Linked DNA regions of Mus musculus: all the other regions are linked to region 2. Evidence: chromatin contacts called from public Hi-C and HiChIP or PLAC-seq data. All regions are on one chromosome and are shown on one strand. Each heading gives the region's core, a stretch centred on a gene start, on an enhancer-like site or on the middle of the called end of the contact. The rest is flanking DNA. Distances are from core to core; before and after follow the strand shown.

What was found. A called contact is a pair of places that touch in the nucleus more often than the background predicts. HiChIP or PLAC-seq counts read pairs in DNA pulled down with a chosen protein or histone mark.
Region 1: a contact with region 2 is called in an H3K27ac HiChIP or PLAC-seq map of SST interneurons, with 5 times the contacts expected there. The contact joins two enhancer-like sites. A contact is called at or near these places in 1 of 484 Hi-C or Micro-C datasets (frontal cortex) and 1 of 115 datasets of contacts at active chromatin or transcription factors (SST interneurons).
Region 3: a contact with region 2 is called in a Hi-C map of the N1E-115 cell line, with 2.7 times the contacts expected there. The contact joins two enhancer-like sites. A contact is called at or near these places in 2 of 484 Hi-C or Micro-C datasets (the N1E-115 cell line and cerebellum).
Region 4: a Hi-C map of the N1E-115 cell line shows a contact between it and region 2, with 4 times the contacts expected there. The contact joins two enhancer-like sites. A contact is called at or near these places in 3 of 484 Hi-C or Micro-C datasets (the N1E-115 cell line, cerebral cortex and embryonic fibroblasts).
Region 5: a Hi-C map of the N1E-115 cell line shows a contact between it and region 2, with 2.8 times the contacts expected there. The contact joins two enhancer-like sites. A contact is called at or near these places in 3 of 484 Hi-C or Micro-C datasets (the N1E-115 cell line and uterus).
Region 6: a Hi-C map of cortical neurons shows a contact between it and region 2, with 1.8 times the contacts expected there. The contact joins two enhancer-like sites. A contact is called at or near these places in 1 of 15 datasets of contacts at CTCF or cohesin (pro-B cells) and 3 of 484 Hi-C or Micro-C datasets (cortical neurons and embryonic stem cells).

Annotation. Positions count from the first base shown.
Region 1 is chr10:108,762,006-108,766,038 of GRCm38.p6, reverse strand. The region is part of intron 3 of Syt1 (synaptotagmin I); the gene reads left to right. Among named protein-coding and RNA genes, the nearest start is that of Gm5136, 64 kb to the right of the region's middle. Within about 2 kb of position 2,163, at least 8 of the 459 cell types and tissues checked have an H3K27ac peak or open chromatin away from gene starts, as enhancers often do. A contact at or near this core is called in SST interneurons, where this site is marked.
Region 2 is chr10:109,493,935-109,497,612 of GRCm38.p6, reverse strand. No RefSeq gene overlaps it. Among named protein-coding and RNA genes, the nearest start is that of Gm40757, 100 kb to the left of the region's middle. Within about 2 kb of position 1,277, at least 13 of the 459 cell types and tissues checked have an H3K27ac peak or open chromatin away from gene starts, as enhancers often do. A contact at or near this core is called in the N1E-115 cell line, SST interneurons and cortical neurons, where this site is marked.
Region 3 is chr10:108,875,016-108,878,915 of GRCm38.p6, reverse strand. All of the region lies in intron 2 of Syt1 (synaptotagmin I), which reads left to right. Among named protein-coding and RNA genes, the nearest start is that of Syt1, 130 kb to the left of the region's middle. Within about 2 kb of position 2,370, at least 1 of the 459 cell types and tissues checked has an H3K27ac peak or open chromatin away from gene starts, as enhancers often do. A contact at or near this core is called in the N1E-115 cell line, where this site is marked.
Region 4 is chr10:108,820,427-108,824,237 of GRCm38.p6, reverse strand. All of the region lies in intron 3 of Syt1 (synaptotagmin I), which reads left to right. Among named protein-coding and RNA genes, the nearest start is that of Gm5136, 120 kb to the right of the region's middle. Within about 2 kb of position 1,752, at least 3 of the 459 cell types and tissues checked have an H3K27ac peak or open chromatin away from gene starts, as enhancers often do. A contact at or near this core is called in the N1E-115 cell line, where this site is marked.
Region 5 is chr10:108,927,933-108,931,894 of GRCm38.p6, reverse strand. All of the region lies in intron 1 of Syt1 (synaptotagmin I), which reads left to right. Among named protein-coding and RNA genes, the nearest start is that of Syt1, 81 kb to the left of the region's middle. Within about 2 kb of position 2,099, at least 21 of the 459 cell types and tissues checked have an H3K27ac peak or open chromatin away from gene starts, as enhancers often do. A contact at or near this core is called in the N1E-115 cell line, where this site is marked.
Region 6 is chr10:108,600,659-108,604,923 of GRCm38.p6, reverse strand. All of the region lies in intron 8 of Syt1 (synaptotagmin I), which reads left to right. Among named protein-coding and RNA genes, the nearest start is that of Gm5136, 97 kb to the left of the region's middle. Within about 2 kb of position 2,708, at least 19 of the 459 cell types and tissues checked have an H3K27ac peak or open chromatin away from gene starts, as enhancers often do. A contact at or near this core is called in cortical neurons, where this site is marked.

The DNA of each region.
Region 1 (4,033 bases), core at 914-3,413, 730 kb after region 2:
AAAACAACTAGCGATGGAACAGGATGAAGAACTGTCATCGTTTATATCAATCCTCTACCAAATCAAATCACACACAAAATAGTGTTAGTTTATGCTGCTCTGTGTTTAAGGTAGGGTGGTGTAGTAACAGGAAAAGACACAAATCTACAGAAAGTCACTGATTGATTTAACAAGCATGCAGAAGTAAATGGAGAACCAGTGGCTTCACACACAGCAGGAGCTGAGAGGCAGCATATGGCTTTCTTCTTGGCCCAGCTTCCCTGAGGGGCATGCAGCTGCTGGAGACAGCATCAGGGAAGGCACTGGTAGTGCTACAAACACAGCCAAGTTGTTGCTAAGCCAAAGCCTTTCAAAACATGAGCCATATAGTATATTCCAGGGAATCATAGCTTATAACCTGCATGCTCTCACTAAGGGACTGCTAATCAACTTCAGATTCTATGTATTCTACAAAACAGACTACAGAAAGTCTGTATCTTCGTCAAATGAAAACAGCTTATATTTCTTTTTAGAGTCTCTTCCTCTTGGAGTCTGGTGTCTATAAATAATATGTTTCTAAAAGAAAACCCTTTGGTATAGATTTACCTGAGTGCATTCTCTATATATATATAAAACTATAAGGGTAACAGAAGATGAGCTTCTCTGAAGAGCATTAGTCCTTACTCTGCATGAAGTCAAATGTTTGAGACAGCGTCAAGCTCACCAAACACACCCTCTGCGGATTGCAAGCATCAAGTTCACCTGAGTTGTAAATGCAGAGTTTCAGATAGAGAGCCAGCTGAGTAAATTAATACATAGCTACTAAATCATCATATTTGGAAATGAGAATTAGTAACTGTGTTTTCAGGCTCTTTTTGTGCACTGGTGTGTACTGGATTCTAGCTACATCAGTTCTTTCACAGTTTGATATTCTGATTGATTTATAGGGAGACATTAATAGTTAACATTGTCACCAGCATTCTATCAGGTTCTCTCTTTCCTTCCTTTCAATAATCATAATAACAATTAGAGTCAACATGTGTTATTTCTCTTGGCTAGTCAGTACTCCAAGCCAAGCCCTGCTTGCCTGTATCAGAGTGAGCTGGCCAGACAGTGTGAAGGCACTTGGACATTCCAAAATGTTCAGCATGGAAATTATAAGGCAGCTTTCCCCCTTGGCTTTCTGTCTTGAGTGTTGTTAACACAAAACCAATTTTTTTTGTCTGTAGAAATGAACGTGTACACCATCTGTTTCCCTGCAGATATCAAAGTTCTATGTTGTTTTCATTCTACGACAAATATTTATTTCACCCTTCCATATGATACTTATTCTTCCACATCCTCACCTCTCCACTCCAGTTTCATCTGATCAGATTTGATGCATAAACTGGTGCCTAATCTAGTCTGTACACTTTATTTGATTCCTTAGGCACAAAGAACTTTAAGTTTTAATGCTTGGTAACACTATGAATTCTTTATTCTTTCAAAATTGTGACCCTTTGGAAATATATCAATCATGCATATTTGCATCTTTGCTATTTCAGAAGTGAACTATTAAGCAGGTGAGGTATGGCATATAGCTGTTGACAAGACATAGTAGATGGTTTAAGTAACTGCTTTCTTTTCATTTGATAATATCATATAACATACAGGTTAATACATTTGAAAAACAAGAGGAACAGGTAAGGTAACTGACTTCGAATTCCATAGCTTGAAATAAACAAAACTTAGACTCATCTAGCCTTGCCGGAATGTGGGTAAGGTTGGATAACTAGGGCAAAGAATGAAATTTGCTACATCCATAATGCTTTCATGGCCTTGGAAGACTAGATATTGTCTAATTTTAAAAACAAATACAAGCTTCTAATCGGCAGTACTCAACTTGACATAATTAAGTTGGCCTTGGGTATGGCGTTCATTGCTTCTAATGCTCTCAGAATTTTTTTCTGTAGTTTATTGAGCCCATATTTTCTAAGAAGCACCATGGGGCTGTAAGAGCACATTGCATCCGGATGCATAATTCATTAGGTTAAACAGTGTATGTCATTGACTTGGGTTGCTTTCTTCAGGGTGCTTCCAAAGTGCATCAGGACCCGCTTTAGCTAGCAGCAGCTTGAGATGCAGAATTAGCATATTGTTTCTCTGGGAATGCCCTTGAATGTGCTTGAGTAGCTGTCATATGTGAGGCGTGAGCAGAATTGCTGAGAGCCAATGAAGACATGGGCTCCTGGCAGTGTGCAGGCGTCTTGTATGGGGTGCCTGGCCTGGCATCTCAAAAGAAGCTCCTCTGGAAGTGTCGGAGTCACTGCGGAGTGAGTAAGGTGGAGACCATGTGTGCCAATGTTGCACTGGGCCCTCAAAGGTTACTCCTGTCACAGCACACCTGTGCCTAAATTCAAAGCAAGCAGAGGCCCCTGCTTCCACTTAAGCATCTCGCCTTGACTACAGAGAGAAAGTTAAGCTGCGACTTTGAACTACAAATTCAAATTTTACATCATTTACTTTTGGGACTAGCTTAATATGTGCGTTTTCAGAAGGAGATCAAAGACATAAATAAATATGGGCCTGTATGGTAGATAAACTGGAAATAAGGCCAGGGGTACATAAAAGGGAAACAAACATACACGTGCACTAATGGTGAGAGACTGCAGTATGACTTTCTATTACTCTCCCGTGCCAGGAAACAGTGTCTTACAAAGATAGATGAAACAGAATGTTTTCATCGGGCAAATTGCTTGCAGGTGAAGAAGATTCCTATCAATCAAATGCAGGCATTAGTTAAAAAGTGAAATAATGCCACAGTTCAATATGGATTTTCATTTGTCATTTGAGTCACATGATCGTCATTACTTTTAATTCCTTGCAAGCCAGAGCCTCCTTCGATGTCTATCTATTATTGTAGAATTGACATGTATATGAGTCCAAGAACTACTTGTGAGATCTGGGCATGCTTCCAAATGCTTGGAAGATGATGACTTTTGCTTACAGGAGGCTGAAATAGACAATGCAGAAGACAAATCACTATTCCTCCAATGCATCTTAAGGCAAGAGATTAGGTTCTAGTGATGTCAACAAATGAGAAGCAGAGTTCTTAGCAAAAACATCAAACCCTATTTTATCTTCATACAAACTTGCGAAACTATCATTTTGAGAAGATTTTACATTTTAAAAGAAAACCATAGCTGGCTAGGTATAGGGAGTACAACCGTTTCTCTGATGATATTCCAAAAATTGATCATTAAAAGTAGATCCCGTTAAGATCGTTTTTTTCATGTTGCTAGGAGCAATTGTTACCATAGAAATGATACTAATAAGCATCACTTACACATGTATAAAGCATAACCCAAAAAATAATATGATTAAAATGCTTTAAAACTAATGGGAGTGTGTGTGTCTGTCTGTGTGTGTGTGAGAGAGAGAGAGAGAGAGAGACAGAGAGAGACAGAGAGAGAGACAGAGAGAGAGAGAGAGAGAGAGTGCTGTAGTATATAATTTATTGAGCCATCTTTTAGGCAAGCATAAGTAAATTTTCCCAGTGGCAGTTTTCACTAGTTTACATCCTCATCACTTTGTTACACTCAAGTTTTATCTTCCGTTAGCACAGAAGAATAAAACCTTTAGTATTCTGAACTGTCATCATTCTTACAGAGAACACTGAGTCCCAGCAGCAGCAGTTGGTACTCAGCCTTGATGGGTTAGCTGTAATCACACCAGACAATCAATGAAAACACTGTCCCCACAATATTCGGAAGTCATTTTCTCCTTGGTAGTAGTTTTGAAAACACAAATCAAAGTAGCCCTGCTCACTTTCCTTAAATTGTGCTTTCTCTCCTTCCCTCCCTCCCTCTTGTCCTCCCTCCTTTTCTCTTTCCCTCCCTCTTTCTCTCCCCCCTCCCCCTTCCCCTTTATCTTCCCCTTCTCCTCTGTCCCCCCACCACACACACACACAATCACAGGAGGATCAAACTGAAATGATAAATAACCCTCTACTTTTCCCTTGAAAAGCCAATATGACTGTGGTTCACAGATGCTAGCTTCAACCCCCTGCCTCAGA
Region 2 (3,678 bases), core at 28-2,527:
TAACAGTGATAGATAGGTCCATAAATGAATGATGCCAGGTATGATGGCACTCCTGTAGAAGATAGAATTGAGAGATTCATGCGAACCTGAGTTCAAGCCTACCCTGTGCTACATAGCAAATTCAAGGCCAGCTTCGCCTATCTACATAAGATACTATCAGTCTTCAATAACTAAGGGCTGTGGATATAGCTCAGTGGTAGAGGCCACAGAAGCTCAAGGATCTGGGTTGGATTCCTAGCATTAAACAAGAAAAGGGATGTTATTATTTGCATTACAGCAAGTGTATTAAATTAGCAGCAAAGAAAAGTACTCATCCTAAAAACTACTTGTCCACATGTTATTGATTATTTTGGAAAGCTCTGGCTTCTTTCTATCTCCCAAATAACACAGTGATTTGTTGCTTTACTAAGCAGAGGTCAAATTAATGTGAATAGGATTTCATGCCTTACAGTGATATTTACTTATCGACTATTCTTTCTCCAACTTCCTTCTGTGCATTGTGAAAGAAATGTAAAAAAAAAAAAAAAAAAAAAAAAAAAAAGACTAAAGGAATACACTGAACTCTAAAGAAAGAACAAAAATCAATTGGTTCTACTTGCTTTTCCACCGTAATGTCTTATTTATTTGCCTTCCACCAAAGGAATGTGTATATTAGAATCTCCATCCCCATGCTGGTGTTGACTCACTTGTATGTCTGTTTTTCTTCTGCCAGACTGGGTGAAATGCTGTTATAAGGAAGGGAAACACTTAGGTTGTATTGATGGAAACTGGATTTTGCAGAGAAAATGAAAGATATACTGTTCCAAATGAGAGACTTGTGACCCTTACTGTATTGCTAACAGCTCCTTTGCCAGTGAAGATTGTAGAGATATCAGATAGTCCATTTTGCCTTTTCACAATGACTCTCAATGGTAAAGGAGTGCGCTGGAATTTTTTTTAAGCTGATATCCTAACTTAAAGGAAATAAACAGTCAACAATAAAAGAAAAGTGATCTGTCATCATGACAGAACCCTATTTGGAAAGTAAGGTCTATGTACGTACGTGCGTTCGTGCGTGCATGCGTGCACGCGCGCGCGTGTGTGTGTGGGTGTATGTGTGTGTGGGTGTTAATTTGTTGAAATGACCCACAGTCTTGTATAGGCTTTCATACTGCACCTTACAAACAGTCCTATTGCTTCTGGAGTCTTCTGACTCCTGGAATCCTGCCCTCTGTTTCAGCTGACAGAAAATGCATTGTTAAAGTTTTATCCCCCAGATGGCAGCACTGCATTCTGTGTTTAGAAGGTTCTGGTCTAGTTAGTGTTTGTGAGAAAGGCGATGTAGGCGATGCAGGCTATGCAGACTTGTCTCTGACACATCTAATGTTATGGTTCTTTTTTGTGGAGGACATATACCCCAGTTCTAACGAAACAAGACTTGTGTAATCAGAGACAAATAATCCATACTACAGTGAACAGAACAGCAGTCTACTGCTACTCATAGAGCAAGGCCTCTAATTAACAGCAATGAATCCAGGGATTTGAAGTGAGCGAATATAATTCTCGGAGTTCTTTTAAAAGATCAGAGAAAGAAATGACCTCTGTTTTTAATTTTTATTTTTAGATGCAATTTTATAGGACTTTGAAAATATTTCCAAAGTGGAAGAATATTCAGTAACTGTTGACAAATTATTTTCTATAAGATACAAATGAAATGAACTGCAGACGATGGATAATAATAGGGGTGCTAAGGGTTGCTTCTGAGACACATAAAAATGAACAGCGTAGTTTCCTGGTGTGAGCATGAAGAGAAACCAGTGAGGAGATCACATCACTGCCTATGAAGCAAATCTAGCAGAACCATTTAGACTAAAACACCATCTACTTAGGTGAATGATGGTCAAAGAAATTGGAATGACACCTTAAATCTCCCCTACATGCCAGACAAACTATAGATTTAATATACTAATACACAAATGTATATTATTTACATGGAGGGATTAATTGTTTTTAATGAAATCAATGTACTGGAAGTAAAAAGAGGAAAATAAAGATTTTCATGGAAATATGAAAGATTTTGTTCTGACAGGTTTTAGAATACATACAGTTTCATGCTCTGAGAAACTCTTTATTTTCCAGTCTAATAAAATCTTTTCTTTCCTTGTCCCATTTTCACATCTGGAAAGAAAAATGATTCATATCATAGAGACATTTTAATTCAAAATGCAGAGTTTGGGTTATTTTATTTGATCTGATGTTGACAAATAGGCTGGCCACTTGTGCACAGGTAGACATATGAGTACTCCATTGTGATATAAAATATGTATTCTTCTACAGTTATTGTTATAGCACTGCCACCAACCAGTTCCGTTAAAATGTGTCTATGCACTATGACCCATAGGTCCTTACTGCTTGGGAGACAAAGACAATTAAGAAGTACTTGATTTCAGTGAGTGAATACTATTGTTGTCAAGATCAACTGAATTGACAATTGGCAACAGAATTTGTTAAAGGTAGAATGGGAATGACAGTAGGCTCTGAAGTCAAGGACATAGGATGAAAGTCATGACACTAGTTCCTAATATTTCTGTGGTTTTAAGCAGATCTTTCTGTGTGTCTTTGCAAAATAGATGGTGTGGTGGTTTAAAAGAAAACAAACCCCATGGGGCCCATAGGGTGTGGCACTATTAGAAGGAGTAGCCTTGTTGGGACAGGTGTGGCCTTGTTAGAGGAACAACTAGGGGTGGGATTTGAGATTTCAGAAGATCAAACTATGTCCAGTGTCATTCTCATTCTGCTGCTGCCAATCTGGAATAGAACTCTTAGCTACTTCTCTAGCACCATGTCTGCCTGCATGCTACCATGCCATGACAATAAAAGGTTAAATCCCTGAGCTGTAAGCCAGCCCCAGTGAAATGTTTTTCTTTATAAGAGTTATCATGGTCATGGTGTTTCTTCACAGCAATAGGTAGATAGGAACAGGAATATGTACCTATAGATTCTTTAAAAATATAATCAGCTTCATGAGAGAAGTTCTTGGCATATTGCAGATTCATTAAGGCATAACAAAGCAAAACAGTGAAAATACTAGGACTCAGAAATGGAAAAATTCAATAAAAGAAGAAACACTGGAGATAGCCTTTAAAAATCCCTTTTAAAGTTTATCAATGATGTATAAAGGAAGGTAGATAGAAAGGGCACTTTGAACTCACAAAACAACACATCAAATTTTAAGGACGGAGGCAGGATCTCACTGTACTTGCAAACAGAGTCAAAACATAAGAGAATGTAGGTCCAGATATCTATGTAAATGGAATTTCTACTGGGCTAATAAGGAGATATAACTTAATAGGAAAATATGGGAACTCACTGGATATATTTTCCTCACAGGGTGGATAGTGAGATTTATGTTGTAAACGTAGCACTCTGGTAGCTCTAGGAGAGAAAAATCGAGTGAAGGGGGAACTAGAGACAGGGAGATTAAAGACGAGAAGGAAAACACAATGCAGAACAATGGGGGTAATTGATCATTGCTCAAAAATGATCAGTTGGCTTGCCAACCAACTTTAAAATTGTATTATATACATAAAATGCTTTTCAAAGGCCTATAAATTTTTACTTATGTTTCCTATCTGCATACAGAATCTCATTTCATCTTCGTACAAATAAAGAATTTCAGACAGTTTAAAACTTCACTAC
Region 3 (3,900 bases), core at 1,121-3,620, 620 kb after region 2:
GGCATTTGGGTGTCTCCAGCAGGCCGTGGTAGGTGATAATCTCCTGCTCCGAAAGTGACTTGATGTCCATGAAGGGTTCGGAATTCTGGTACTGCCTCTTTTAGTGAGCATGCATATCACATGGCTCAGCTGGGCTCCAGAGATGTTGATCACAGCCTAGATAGATCTGCTCCAGCTGGCTCCATCCTTGGCCTCTGGTGGTTATTTAGCTGTGCATAGTAGAGGGAGCTCTTAAAGGAAACTCCGTGCTCATTTCACTGATTAAGAGTTAAGTTTCCTTTTTGGTTGGTGGTTTAGTCCCTGGGAGCTCTGGGGGTACTGGTTAGGTCATATTGTTGTTCCTCCTAGGGAGCTGTAAATCCCTTTAACTCCTTGGTCCTGTGAAGGCTCCATGCCCCAGTGTAGGGGAATGCCAGGGCCAGGAAGTGGGAGTGGGTGGGTTGGTGAGCAAGGGGAGGGGGTAAGGAGTAAGGGGAGGGGGGTTTTCAGAGGGGGACCAGAAAAGTAGACAACATTTGAAATGTAAATAAAGAAAATATCTAATAAAATTTAAAAAAATAAAATAAAATAGCAACTAGTCTATAGGATTTCTTTAATCATTTTTAATTAATAAAATACTTAATGTGTAAAAAATAAAATAAAATAATATAAAATAAAATAAAGAGCTAAGTTTCTAGGTTCCTCAAAAGTGAAGGGGAAGGGGAAATCAGGGGAAGACTTGTGTGAGGGGTACAGGGAGGAGAGGAAGAGCTGACATTCGGTTACAAAGTGAATAAGTAAGTAGGTTAAAAAAGAGTTAAATGTGTGTATCAGCACCAATGTAGAGTATGCCTTAGATTTCTCTGTGTTTACAATTCTGTAATGCCCTATGGTGTCCCATCCAACTCCATCTAGCTGCTTTGTCTACTCAACTCCAGTTTAGCAAAACCCAAGAAAAATAGGTCAGTAAATCAGAAAGACCAAGAACAAATAACTCAAAACTCCATCCTCAGAAACGCAGTGCTCACAAAGAAAGAGAAACAGCTTAACCTTTCCACGGGCTACACACAAGAGTGGTCACAATATTCAGGAATCCCTTATTGATCTTGCACAAAGATTAACCTTGCATTAAGTCTCTATGATTTTATCAGAAGAAACAAGTGAACTGCACACTCAAGACAGCATAAGTGTGATCCAAAGTGACTTCAGCAAGTTCAGGATGTCCTCCTAAGGAAGAGCAGTAGAATACTATACCCCAGGTCAAATTGCAGGTAAGAGGAGATCTGTTTGATTTTCTCATTGGGGATGAAGGGCTCATCTCATAGTGTTTAGCATCACTCAAGAAAGCTATACTCAGAGCAGATATATAGCTCTTGACAGTCACTACCAAAGTCACACAATTTCTCCCCCAGGACCCAGATACTTAACTTGGTAGGATTCTATAATCAATTCAGAGCAGTTCAACTGAGACAGAGACAGACAGACAGACAGACAGACAGTCAGTCAGACAGCCAAAGAGCCAACACTCATGTTACTTCCAAGCCAGAAGCATTTCCGTTTTGCCTATATTTAACTTTATCATTGAATTGCTGTGAACTAAGAGAAGGCAATAATACTCCAGTCTGTTAAAATGAGTTAATATAGCAATGCAGAACATGGCCGTTTCATTTCCCTTGAGCTTCTTAGGACTGGAGGAGAAAGAAGAGTAGGCTCCAAGGCTTTGCCTGGTCTAGTCCTATCTCCCTCTGCTTATTTCTCTTCTCTATTTTAGAATCATAAATAGAGGAGGAAGAGGTCTGGTGCATGGGAAGAAAGACAAAAAGAATGCTGAAGAGTCTCTTTCAGAGGCCTTGTGATCCAACAGGCATTCCCTCACCCTGTAGCCCACTGCTTCTCAACCTTCCTAATGCTAAGACCCTTTAATACATGTCTTTATGTTGTAGTGACATCCCCAACCATAAAATTATTTCATTGTTACTTTATAACTGTAATTTTGCCACTATCATGACTGGTAGATATCCGATTTGCAGGATGACTGTTATATGACCCCTGTGAAAGGGTTGTTTGACCTACAAAAGGGCCGTGACCCACGGTTGGGAACGCTGTTGCTGGAGCGTTGTTGAAGGTGAGAAGGAGCATTGTTACGTGGCTGGAGCTGGCCACACATGCCCATTCTCACTACACTAATGTCTACAGTAACATCAGCACCTATAATCTACACTTATCAAAGAATGAGACCACGTGGCTTTAGAATTGAAGTCTTACAAATGGGTTCACATCAAGTCTTTGTCCACATCAGGTTTTTGTAGCCCCAAAAAGGATCAAACCGATTGTACCCACCTCTTCCAAAGACACATGGGAAGAGGGGCACAGAATCTCAGAAACACCCTAGGAATAATCTTTGTTTCTTCATAATCTGATGATTGGCATTGAGTCAATCAAAGAGCTATCAATCAGGAATTAAAAAATATTGAAACTACTGCCAACCATGCAGATAGTTTATAGATATTTACATCAGATGAAGGAAGAATTTTGGCAAGATGTGGAAGTTAGAATTTCACTAAGATTAATTTCTCTTCTATCTTTGAATGATTATAAAGCATAATGCAGTGCAGTGGTTCTCTGACATCTGTCAGGGAAGGATGCTGCTGCTGCGGCTTTCTGTCAGGCACTGGACTGTAAGATGATGTGAAAGCATCCACCATGGCCTGTCAGCTCTGGGTCCCCAAATGCTAGCCCAGTGCAGACACCAGCTGGCTTTTGCTGGAAGTATAAGAAGCCACAAAGCAAAAGTGAGATGGATAGAAAAATCTTGAAGAGCAGAGGAGTCTCAGCTCCACATTTGAGGGGGTGGAGGTGGTAGTGCTAGCTCAACTAAATTATTCAAATCATGATTTTGCCATTTGCCAGGCTGATGGTCTCTACTGATGCGTTTAACCTTCAGGATCTGGTTTCTTGCTCAGCGAACCTGGGATAATGACACATGCTTCCTGCCTCATGAAGTTGTCCTTAACCATAAATCAAGGACTAGACATGAAGCAAGTCATACATTGGACACACAGTCCCACCCAGACGCTGAGTATTCCTAATAGTCAAGCAGACCTAGACGGAGAGCCCCCTTGAAAATTTAATAAATTTCTTGAGCGTCTGTGCTGGAAGATTCTTTTTCTTTTCCCCATTTTGTCCTAGTCCTTTCTGATCAAGGAGTGGGTGGAGTAAATGGTGTGATAATAAAAGAGGTTCTGAGCTGATTGCATTGATATTCGAAGGTGGCATCACTCAGTGACTGACTGGATAAGGCTTATTGTAATCCCCGGTTCTACCCACTAGCCAAGGAATTGACGGAATAGTCCAGCATATACTTTCAGAATACATATGTGCTGTTTTCCTTACCTTGGTGTGACTAGAGAACATGAGCCTGCACACTGCGGTGCCCCTGAATGTTTTCCAGTCTTCCTTCCTGACATTGGCCCTAGAAGTTGGCTTAAGAGTCACTGAGCACATCATGGTAGGATTTAGAAAAGAAGACTTTATTTTTAATTAATTGATTTATTTCAGGGAAGGGGAAGTACACCCCAGCCACAACAGGAATGTGAAGGCCTGAGGACAATTTAGCAAAACTCACATCCTCAGGCTTGGTGGTCACTTTGCCCTCTGAGTCACCCTGAGGCTGTATCTTTGGGGGTTGCTCTTTGCTTTTGTTTTCCAACTCGGCCAGTGTTCTGCCACGGGCTCCAACCCCAACTACAAGGGGAAATTGTTTTGTGGGTCACTAGTTACACTTTACTGTGGTTATTTTTAAAATCCACCTTTGACATGTCTTTATATGTATTTTGCCTCAAAGTAGGAGACTTAATGGTCCTGATGGAAACCAGGATCACCGTGCCGAAAACTCAGCCAGGCTTTTGATGACAGGCTTAA
Region 4 (3,811 bases), core at 503-3,002, 670 kb after region 2:
ATTACACTTTGGTAATCTATTCAAACTATAATTTAATAATGTCACCATATAAAGTGGAATCTTCTGCCAATTCCTATAAAGAATGTGATTAAAATGTAGAAGTATAATACATTCATAATTTGCAGGATATCTGCCTCATTATAGCATAACTTCTAAAATTAATGGCAGAAAAAAAATAATTGAAGATAGGCAATCAGCGAACAGCAAAAGATTGGTTTGATAATTAGGATCTCTGAATCACAAATATAACACATTTTAACTGTTCAGATCGAGTTAGCCAATGTAAATTTGATTGCCTGTTTTTATATAGTGATGGTTTCTTAGAAGAGTTTTAAAGGTAAACAGACTTCCCATTTGACATTTCTCTAAAAATAAATAGAATAGTAAGGGAACTGTTGATTCAAAACAGAAATGTGAATATATCCCCTTCAAGGTTTTTTAATTTTTTTATTGTTTTAGTTTTGCTAAAACTTACTGTCATTCCGTTGTATGATGCTATTCAAGATTACTGGCAAATCTTAAATCAATACAAAGAAAATGACCCTTACTCATCCCTCCCTTCATATTCAAACAATCCCTCTTCGTGTACTTCATAATATTTTCATAGCTAGAATTCATTGGATATAAAATATACACACATATATGTATCTTCCCAAATGTTACCTTTATTCTGTAAGGCAAATGTAACAAGTATATAAATAATGAACCTGGTACTTTGAAAGGTTAAGTGACTTTAACAGTTAACAACTGTCAAACTTGGAAAAGCTGAACAAGGTTCTTACTCCATTAGTCAACAAGTCCCCTCAACGCCCTGCCTTCCGTTGCAGAAGAACAGCAGGAAGGCCATTTTAAATCGATTATAAGACAATCGCATCAAGAGAGTGCGTGTCTTGGACAGCGATCTGTGGGGATTGCTTTATTACAGCCTGAAAAAAAAAGTAAAGAACTCTTAAAAGTTCTTTAAAAGTGCGATAAAAAGTAAAGAACATGTCACCCCAACCCCATGGATGTATTTCCATGCTGGTTTTCCATTTTAATGGTTATAAAAAGTTTAATTAAGCACATAGTTTGTATTGTGCCTGTACTATATAAAAATGGCAAATGAACACACCTGTGTCATTCTACCATGTGAGAAATTATTGAACAATTAGTTCACAAAATAGAGTGGTTTAAATGATACCAATCTGCCAGATAATGTCACTGTCCTGACACATTCTGCCTAAGGCAAACACAGGGCCTTTTCTTGTCATTACAACTACTGACATTAATGCCTAAGCAATACATTAAATATCACAAAGCAAATATATGTGTGTGTGCATACATATATGTACATAAGAAGATGACTCCAAAGGGCTAAAGAAGCAAGGAGTTTGAGAGACCTTCAAGGAGACCTAAGGAGCCAAATGTATAAGAGTCTAGTGGTATGATGAACTGAACAGAACGATGGACACTGGAAAAGCTTAGTGGCTCTGAATCAGGCCACAGCAGGTCTCAGGTCTGAGAATGAGGCTTCAGGGTAAATAACAGCAAGAAAGATCAGGACTATGGGTGGATTTCTAGCTAAGCAGGCTGTATCAGCAGTGAGGCTATGCCCAGTTAAAGTACCCTAGGACTGTCAGAAGAGAATGCTACCCTTTCTTTGGTCTGTTGAGTCTGTTAAATTCATGGGCTAGGTTCCCTGATGTGATTGCGATACAGGCATGTGTTCCCTCAATGCATGCTGGGAAGTTCATAAAGTGGCACCTGTTTTGCTCCCGGGGATAAGTCATTCATCAATCTGTGCCCCGTGGGCGGAGCTGGACAGATGGCACTGTCCACATGTCCCCTTAGGTGTCGGTCATTCTCTAACCTCAAAACAGAGAAAGAAGCTCATTTTTAAAATGGAGACCTTCAGGGCAAGATACAATCTGAAATAATGAATAAACTGTTTTAGGCGGCATGGGGTCACTTAAAACAGAGTCCAGCCTGATCTATGCTGGTTAGAGCTAAAGCTGTAACAAGAACATCAGGGCTCAGGGCTTGAAGCTAACGTCTACTCAGTAAGAAACAACTGCTTTCATACATTTTTTTAAAAGATTACTCGTCTTCTGCATTCTATTCAGCAGAAGAATAGATGACGGAATGATAATAAGGGAAACTGTGAACTCACGAAATGTAATCTTTTGTTAGTTTCTGTTCTTCATCATGGGTCTGTATGACCTTGTATCTCGTCTAGAAGCTGTGTGTGTCTTGAGTGATCCTCACCACTATAGCCATGAGAGGTCACATTATCACCGTCTGATGTATCGGATGAGTCACTAAGCCCTGCTTTCCAGGTCCTGTGAGTTACTGTAGAGGGGAATTTCACAGTACTGTCATGCTTTCAGCTAAGATGGTTCTGTGTTTTGCTTGGGAAAGACAAGTCTAATAGTATCCTATTGATTCCGATGCTTCCTGACAGCATCTGCCTGCCAGGTTTGCCTTCATTGACTTTTCAATGTTCTGTTACAAATAACTTACATGTACAATCTGGTCCTGAGGAGCACTGAAAATCCCCCACTGTGCATGAAGTTGTGTGGTGAGGGTAGTGAGTGCTTATTATATTCTGAAAATCACCCACTTGTCCTTCACTGCTGCTGTGAAAGAGCTGGGTTTTCTCTCTATCCGTTTCCTCTCCTCCTTTCCTTTTTCACAGACCTTCCAATGTGGCACTTACTCTTGAAGTCTGCATTTTATTCTTCGATATTCCCCCACAATGACAGACATTGGAAGTACAAAGTCAGACATTTCCTCTTATTTTTTTGTTTGAACACACCTCGATGAAAAGATAACTTGAATTTAAGTGTTGACTGGGTTCATACAACTCAGAAGAAATATTTATTTATGTGATTTTTTCCAAAATGATGAATGGTTAGATTATAATGCTTCTTGCTATTGCAACACTAACTATGTGTGTTGTATGGCTACCGTTCCAAGTCTGTTCTTAGCAATTTTTATATTCTGTGTCTAATTCTGACAACTCCGTGTGCGAGCCATCATCACCTTATTTTATAGATGAGGAAACTATGGCACTGAGAGGCTAACGGACTTCTCTTGATAACAGTGATCACTTTTACCTTTCTAATCATGGCTGACTTTTCATTACCTCAGCAATTGGAATGGTGTTCAGACTGCAGGCAGCCTCACTCAACAGTTGTTTACGGCTTGCGTTTTACCATGCTTTTTATAATAGGATCTCAGGCTCTAGCTTCCAGAGCTAGACTTTAAATTAAGTTAGCATCATGTGTGATAATGGCTTCATTTCTTTTCTACTAATCGTCTATTTCATATTTCGTCAAAATAGACAAGCACAGAACATACATGTTTATGCCCTTGAAAAGTGAGTGGGATTATGTTTATTTAGACAATAGCTGCCTGAACAAAAATAATGATAGTGTTTAAAACCACTCTCTGCTGGCCCTATAAGCTATATAAGAAATAATTAAGTACCAATTGTTTTCTGCTGTCTCCTACCATGATTACGTCTCTGCCCTTTAAGATATGATCGCCATATCTGTCTTCATATTCCAACTCAAGGCATACATCTACTCATATGCAATAATAAATGCATGGAATGAATAATAATATGTGTATACTAATAATACAATAATAAATGTATGATGAAGAAAGGAGATAGAAGGAGAAATTAAGACTTTGTTGTGTTATATAATGGTAAGGAAAACTTAGCACTAAGTATATAACTCTCTCAGCACAAGTAAATCACAAAAGCAATGACGTTATGATCTCTAAACTAATTTTGACTTCTAAAAATTCAATTAGGCACTAAGCAAAA
Region 5 (3,962 bases), core at 850-3,349, 570 kb after region 2:
CTTCTTTGCTTGTTCCACGTACACAAATCACAATAAAGGAACTTCAAATGTGTAATACCACTTGATTAGACTGTACCTTCTTGGTTAGGGGATTTGATTCCATTTTTTTTTCTTACCCACAATCCTTTGGTGAACATTTTTATGGGCACCATAGTCATGTTTTTCCCCTAAATTCCTGAAAAGAAGATCTGACTTTTCACATTAAATGGAGTAGCCATTGAATTAAGGTGCAAAAGGATCAACTGGCAGATACTCTATGAAGGAATAATAAGCTTTGGGGTTCTATAGTTTTAAATTTTAAGTACAAAATAGCATTGCCCATGGACATCAAAACATATGCTTTTGTAGTAGAGTGGAGCTCAATGGCTTGGCTAAGAAATCAAGTGATCCCTTTGTACTCTTAGGATTTAGGTGATCCCATTGTAATCTCATGATTGATTCCCCTTGGGTACTGAAACCTAGACTCTTACAGGAGTTAACTTTTTGCTTGGTTCATTCATCAAATTATTTCACGATCAAGCTTTAAGTTAAACTTTTACAACATATAATTTTTGCTTTATGGTACAAAGTTATCATCTCCTCTAATTATTTGAATGTCGCTCTGTTATGGGACCGATCACTTCATTCACTTAATTTTTAAACAAAACGTATGAGATAGTTATTAATTACTGAACTCTGGGAAACAAATGCAGGTGAGACATAAAGATGATATGTTCAGGTAGTGGATACCAGTTTAGGAAGCAAGAAACATACATGAGGCAAATACCTGATACAAATCCAGATGTGAGAGGAAATGATATTATTATGTGGCATTCTAACATAAAAGTCAAGGAGTGGCTGATTGTTGGCTTAGAGGGTCTGAGCATTGGCTACACAAGGATAAGGACCTGAGATTGGAACCCCAGTGAATTGGCCACAGGCTTGTCTATAATTCCTGTGATGTGGAAAAAAGGGTAGTTGAGCCTTGTGGGATGCCAATCTCATTCCAGGTACATTAAGAGACCCTGTCTCAAATAAGGCAGAGGGGGATATAGCAGAACAGCCTGTAGCCTGTGACCTCATTCCTGTGCATGGATGGGCACACTCACCTACACCCAAGTCAAATTATAAGTGGTTTTATTTACATTTCCAGAACAATGACTTGAGATATCATAATGTAAAAGTTCCAGAGGGGATCTGCTAGTACTAAGTGCATCATGTCCTATGTGATGTTCCTCTGTAGCTGTATAAATAATGCCTGCTTAACATAGAATTAGGACAGTTAATAACCACTATGTGTCAGGGCAGAGACTTTGATCTTTGGCCCACCATTGAGCACTGTAGTAAATAAAAGAAAGATGAATGACCTGATATTTGTGTTCCCCTTGAGTGACTGTTTTGCTGTTGTGTGGCTGCAGCTGACACGCTGCACCCGTGACTTGGCTAAAGGATGGCTTGCTGGAGCATGTGTCATCTCAGATGTCTCTGGTGTCCTCCCTTCTGCCTGCTCTAATGACCACACTCAGCAAGCACTGGCTTTGGAAGGAGACTCCACTAATTAGTTTAGTCGAAAGAGCATCTGGTAACTGGTTGGTGGGATAAACAGGAAAGACTCCCGAAGTGAAGGGTAGGAAAATGAATTATCCATGCTATGAAGACCAAAATAAAATCACCAGTATATAACCCTAAGCCATGAGTCCCATCGTTGAATTAGCTGCCTCTTACCCATGCTCAAAATCCTACCTAAAATGCAAACAATGAGACTTACTGAGCCCATGGGACTTCAGTTAGACATCAGCTTTGTAATGTAATAAAACTTATCATTCATGAGTCTGTCTGCTTTTTTGACAAACAAAACAAAATAAAACTGAGAACAATTTGATCTGTCCTGTTCCTGCAGACACCGATGCAGGTGGTTTGAAAACAAAGCATTTAATCAGGCAGGGTTTTTCTCAAACTACCTGATGATTCATCATCCAGCCCTGCTTGCTGCCAGTCGGGCGTCTCCCCGCTATTATTTATAGAATATTTAAAGAGCCTGGCCCACATGTGCCTCTGTCATGGGTTCTATTGTACTATAAATTACAGCTCCAATTTGCTTCAAATTCAGCATTTGTTGTCAGGGTGCCGTGACTCATCCTCTGTTCAGATGAACACTGTACAGTGGGCTATACCGAAGATCACAGTTGTCACTGTTAACTTATTGGCCACTCTAGAATATTCCTAGACAGCCTTTTTGTAATGTTTCAACACAATAAAGTCACTCTATTTCTACAGCCCAGATATATTCTACTTTTTCTCTCCCCACAGAGCAAGAATAAATCAATAGCTTAATGTACACTGTAGCTTCTGGTCTCCTACAATGGCCATTGCTGAACAAGGATGTTCCAGATGTCCTTCTCTTTCTCTGACATGAAAAGAGATTTGGGGGTTTGGTGGTATTTCCTGCATAGAGCATTGAAATTATATTCTGTATCCTGGGCTGGTTTACTGTTGTTTTGATTATTTGATTTTGTTTTTGTTTTCTTTTTTTTAAATCTTTGTTTTCTTAAATTGATTTTGTTTGCCTTTGTCTAGTGTGTGTGTGTGTGTGTGTGTGTGTGTGTGTCTATCTTTCATGTGTGTATAGCAGTAGCTTGGTGTACAGATGGACCCGTGTGCCTGGGATGCAGACATCCAAGGTTAAAGTCAAGAATCATCTTACTTTCAGAATTTCACCTCCCCCTTCTGAGGTCAGAGATACTGAGAAGTCACCATGCCTACCTAGTTTTAATGTGGATTCTGGGGTTCTAAACCCTGGGCTTTATGCCTAAGATGAGCTGGGGAGATGGGTCATTTGTTAAAACACCTTAATCAATGAGGCATTTCCATGCCCATCTTAAACTGTTTATGAGGCAAGTATAATGGGGATTACAGAAAGAAATAAAAAGGACCTTTAAAAGACAAGAATGGAAATTTCACTTCTATGTTCAGCATCTAATGATTATAATTAAATAAATGATTAGTTTATTTCACACCTGGAAACAAAGTATTCTGTTTTCTTCACCACTGTATCATCAGCCTTTTCAGATACACACAAACACACACACACACACACACACACACACACACACACACATATATAAAATATTGGTAGTGGAGTTCATGTATAAATGGATACAGACAGCTGCTGGGGAGGCTGTGTGTATACCTTCCTGACTCTGTCTTCTCATGACTGTTCCTCTTTAGCACAGCATGGTGAGGATGCTCTGTTACCCATGGTTCTCCTTGCTTATAGCCTGAAGGGATGGTTAGATGCAATTGGTTTCTCTCTCTATTTCCACAACAATGTATTATTTCTAGAGCCTGGGGATATGTATACAGAGAGCCTGACCTATGTTGCAGGATAGTATCATCGTCATCAAATGCTAAAACAGTAGCCCGTGTGAACAGAGTTGTCATCATTTTGCCTTAACACAATATCAGCCGGGATACACCAGAAGCAAACTTTGAAGGAAGTCTGGCATCCAGTAAGCATGAAGCTTAATACAGCTTGGAAATTGAAAGCAAAGAATGAAGTTGGCAGACACAAATATTACTTTGCAGGTGGAAAGATTTCTACTTTTTAATAGAAAATTCAGGAAGTAAAGAAAGAACACAGGGGCTGGAGAGATGGCTCAGTGGTAAAGAGCACTGGCTGCTCATCCAGAGGTCATGAGTTCAATTCCCAGCAACCACATGGTAGCTCACAACCATCTGTAATGGGATCTGATGCCCTTTTCAGGAAGGCAGATGTATATGAAGCAAAGCACTCATACATTAAATAAAGATTGAGAAGAAGAAGAAGACGAAGAAGAAGAAGAAGAAGAAGAAGAAGAAGAAGAAGAAGAAGAAGAAGAAGAAGAAGAAGAAGAAGAAGAAGAAGAGAAGAAGAAGAGAAGAAAGAAGAAGAAGAAGAAGAAGAAGAAGAAGAAGAAGAAGAAGAAGAAGAAGAAAAAAAGAAG
Region 6 (4,265 bases), core at 1,459-3,958, 890 kb after region 2:
TACTGTGATCCAGGAAACCACGACCACCAAAGCCCACGCCCTCTCTTCCAGCCCCACTCTGCCGTCACTGGCTCAGTACTTTCCACATTTGACTATGTAAAGTGAAGCATAAAAGCCAAGGAAGTGGTTTCTCCATAGAAGGTTTCAATAATTCAATGGTTCAACTCAGCAAGCCTCCATCTGAAGTTCCTGCCTTGCTGGGCATGCTCTATGGAGATGAATCAGGCACCTTATCTGTACCATGGGAGCTTCGAGCCAACACAGAAGGGCTGTTGCCGTGTGGAAGTGGGAAGCTAAGGGGAGAAAATGATCAAAATGCGAATTGAAGTGTGTTATAAAAGACAGTAGGACTTCTAAACTGTCAGATAAGGGCTCCAAAAAGGGCAAGGAGGGTGAGTGGTGGGAGCATTCAGACACAGATCTGATTGGATTGAGTAGGGGAACAATGGAAGGCAGGGTGAGCCAGAGAAGTAAACAAGGCTGCTCAAGGCGGGAGGGGGCGCATTATCCTTACAGTGAAGAAGGAACCAGAGGGCACATCACTTATGTGATTAAAGACCAACCCTTTGGTAGTGGGGAGGTGTTCAAGACTGTGCCTCTGTAAGGAGATTGTTGAAGGGTCTCTGAAATGATATAGCCATGGAGATAAAAATAACAGGTGTTTTTTAAGAAGAGCTAGCTTATAGAATTTTCTTTGTGAAAAGATAGAAGGAATGAGGATAGAGAAAGCAATAAATGAAGTTGTCGAAATATACACAAATACTAAAGGATACACAAATTCTTTCTTGGTTGATTAAAACAATCCATCTATATTTAAGATCACATTAATGTCCCTTTTCACACTGTAATCCAATGCCTTGCATTAAGTACTTGACACTCTTTTAAATAGTACTTATACTTATAATCTCATAATGGTGTTTCAGTTTCTTCATTCTGATCTCACCTTGCCAGTCAAATGCCTTTCATAAAATTGCTCATAAATAAAACCAAAGGCCAAATTCATTCTTTGAAATAGGAGCCTGGCTATCCCCCTTGCATTTTAGGCTGGTATCTTTTGATGTTTTGCTAGGGATTTTGTGATTTTTCATTTCCACATGTCCCATTGAGCATGTATTAAACTACTGCAGCCAGGCTTCTGTGGATCCAAACTCAGGGCTGCTGAGAGCGCTAATGGGGGGGGGGGGGGGCGGGGGGGGGCTTAAATGCAAACTGTGATTTATCACAAGGTTTAGTGGGCTTCAGCTCCAGAAGACCCACCTTGTGCAAAGGCCCTGATTGTCCCTGTGGGAGTAAGGAAACCCTTCAAGATGGCCCATGCCAGGTGAGAAACACATTTCCACATGGGTACACCTTAAGCCCCACTCCTTGCTACTCATGGTCTTTCAGGAGTCCAAGAACAACTAGTGAGAAAAGTGACTCAGGTTAAGTCTTTATACACATGATGCCGTTATCCAGTCATTAATTAAATTCATGAAAATAGATCTTCTTTGTTCTAGGAGACGTACCAAGGACTAAGAATGTACAAAGATAGCCATTATGTTTTAACTTGGTGTCAACTGCATATGGATACATGTTATTGGATTGAAATAATAATGAAAAACTAGTGCACATGTGCATTTACCATGTCCTAGGGATTGCTCTAAGTGACATCTATATCCTCTCCCATGAAGTCCTTACAACCATTAGAAATTGACAGCTATCATCTCCATTTTATCCAGTAGTAAACTGAGGGAGGAAACAAGGTCTCTTCAAGGTCACTCAACATGTAAGGGCAAACCAGGATTCTAAGCTCCCAATTCATGATTTGAATACCTCTGTCTCATTTATCCTTCTATTACAGACAACTTTCCTTACCTATTTTATCTTATTTGACCTCATTAAATCTCTATGAGGACAGAGCGGGAGATTCTGCCATCCCTTCTGATTCAAGGCGATGCAATAAATCTCCATTTAGTCAATCAATTTAGCTGAGGCAACCTCAGGAGTGTCCCGGGAAACGGGGAGCTTGTGTCTGGACATCCTCAGGTCCTCCAAGAAGCACTTTCACCTAACATCTACAGATGTCCATGGAAGACCTTGAGGTGGTCATTTTGGAATTTTAACTGCCGCATCCTGTTCACTCGGGATGGCATGAAAGCAATTACAAATTGCTTAACAGGTGATGTATAATATTCGATATGAAGAATCTAGCTGTGAACGGCTACACCAGGGAGAGCCTGACATATGATTTTTTTTTCAAGTTCAGGTACTTTGTGCTAACAGTAGTCTTTCTACCATATAGTGAGTGTTGGGTATTATTAGATATGATGCAGTATAAAGGGGAAAATTGAGCATTCTGAAACGTTTATTACAAAGAAGAGAAAGCACGGACTTTGGTGTGGTGCAAACCTGTGCTCTGGGTTTTAATAGTCATATTATCTTAGACAGTTATTTCCTAGGACAAATTCCTGACCTGTCCATTCACGGAGATGATGATGGCTATAATAGTAATACAGAAATTGTTTCTTGAGGATAGCTTCTTACTACCAGCGGCAAACATTTCCTGAGCTCTTACTACGCGCCAGGTTCTGTTGTGTATACAGCATGTGTTCCTTCGGTGTGAGTGTTAGCATTTTCATTTTGCTGATAAGGATAACAAGGCTAAGAATATTCTCAGATCACACAGCTAGCAAGTGATAAGCCAACACTGATCAGCAGGCTGACTGCCACCAAAAGCACAGTACTGGCTGCCTGCAATTTCTGTGAAGCCACTGTCTCTTATGAATACAGACTTCATCTCCTGTCTGTTTTCCTTTCTTGATTTATCTAACTTATCAGCCAAGGAAACTGTTTCCTCAGTGAGCTCCGCAGCAGCTGCTCCAGTTTGCTTCTGCACCATTTCATTCTGTTAACTCTTAAAACATAGTGTGTGTGTGTGTGTGTGTGTGTGTGTGTACATGTGCGGCATGCATGCACGCATGCACATGCATGTGTATGGATTGTGTGACGTATGGGGAGCAGAATGGGAACAACACTGGAGAGTCAGTTATCTCTTTCCAACTTTAAACTGAGGTCTTATCAGACTTATATAGCACTGGACCTCTTCAGCAGCCCCTGTCTAATTGTATGCTTATACACTTGAGGAGTGCCTGTGATTTGTAATTGAAACAGCAGTTTTCAGGAAGCTTTGCTCTCTGCCTTCCCCTCCCCTTCACCTATAAGCAAAACCTTTGGCTCCTTTTTCTACCTTTAATCTCCATTGCATATGTATAGAAATCCCATTTCACTAGCATACATTATCTTTTTGGTAATTTCTCCCATAAACGTAAGCCTACAACACTTTTTTAGCCCTTAGCATCTCACAGTATTTCTCTGTGTCTGTGAGTCACCTCTGTTAACTACATGTTATCAAATATTCAAAGAGTCTAATTGCCCGGAGCCTCTTCTCGATAACGGACAGTCTTTTCAGCTTTTAATTCTTGATATTCTACCTAGAATTTCTTAAATTCTTTGTATTAGTTGAAAGATTTTTGAGACCATTTTAAATTTATGCAGTAATTCAAAACTATATACTCTCTTCAGCTCTTTAGTTGCCAAAAAACTAATTTGCATATTAAAGCAATGGAAATATGGATTACTTCAAGCTCCTCATGTTATCCTTTCTGTGGCATGATGTTGTACAACAGCTAATGCTTTTATGACCTACATTTCAATAACTATCTGCAAACAACACGAAGGCACGGTGTTGGTACACACAGGCATAGAGCACTATGGGGTTTTTACAAGTGTACAAGATAGGATAGCTCTCCACTCAGTGGGATGTTGTATAAGAAAAATCAGAAAATGAGTCTTACATAAGAATGAGAGCATGGGAAGATGATGCTATCCCTTCTGATGCAACTGACCAGAAATTGATGGGTCCATTTTCTCATTCGTATGGTCTAGAAACTTACTAACTTTCCTTCATTAAGACGTGATGCTAAAGCTGACAACAGAATGCCATTACAAATAAAGAGGAAAGCTGTCGTGGCTTAAAATAAGTCGTAATTACATAACATACGCTGTTTTAAAACTGTCTTTGGTAGTCATTTCTCATAGAAATCTGTGCTATGCTTTACATAATGAAACACTCCCTGCCATCCCAGCAGGGCCCCTCCAGCTGTCAGTCGGAAGGCATGCAAAAATGAAGCAAGCAGCTACCTTTGAGGAGAACGGCTTGCATTCAAATTTACGTCCCGCTTATTTGGTTATCAACTCTCTCTTTGCTTACGTGATTTACTGACATG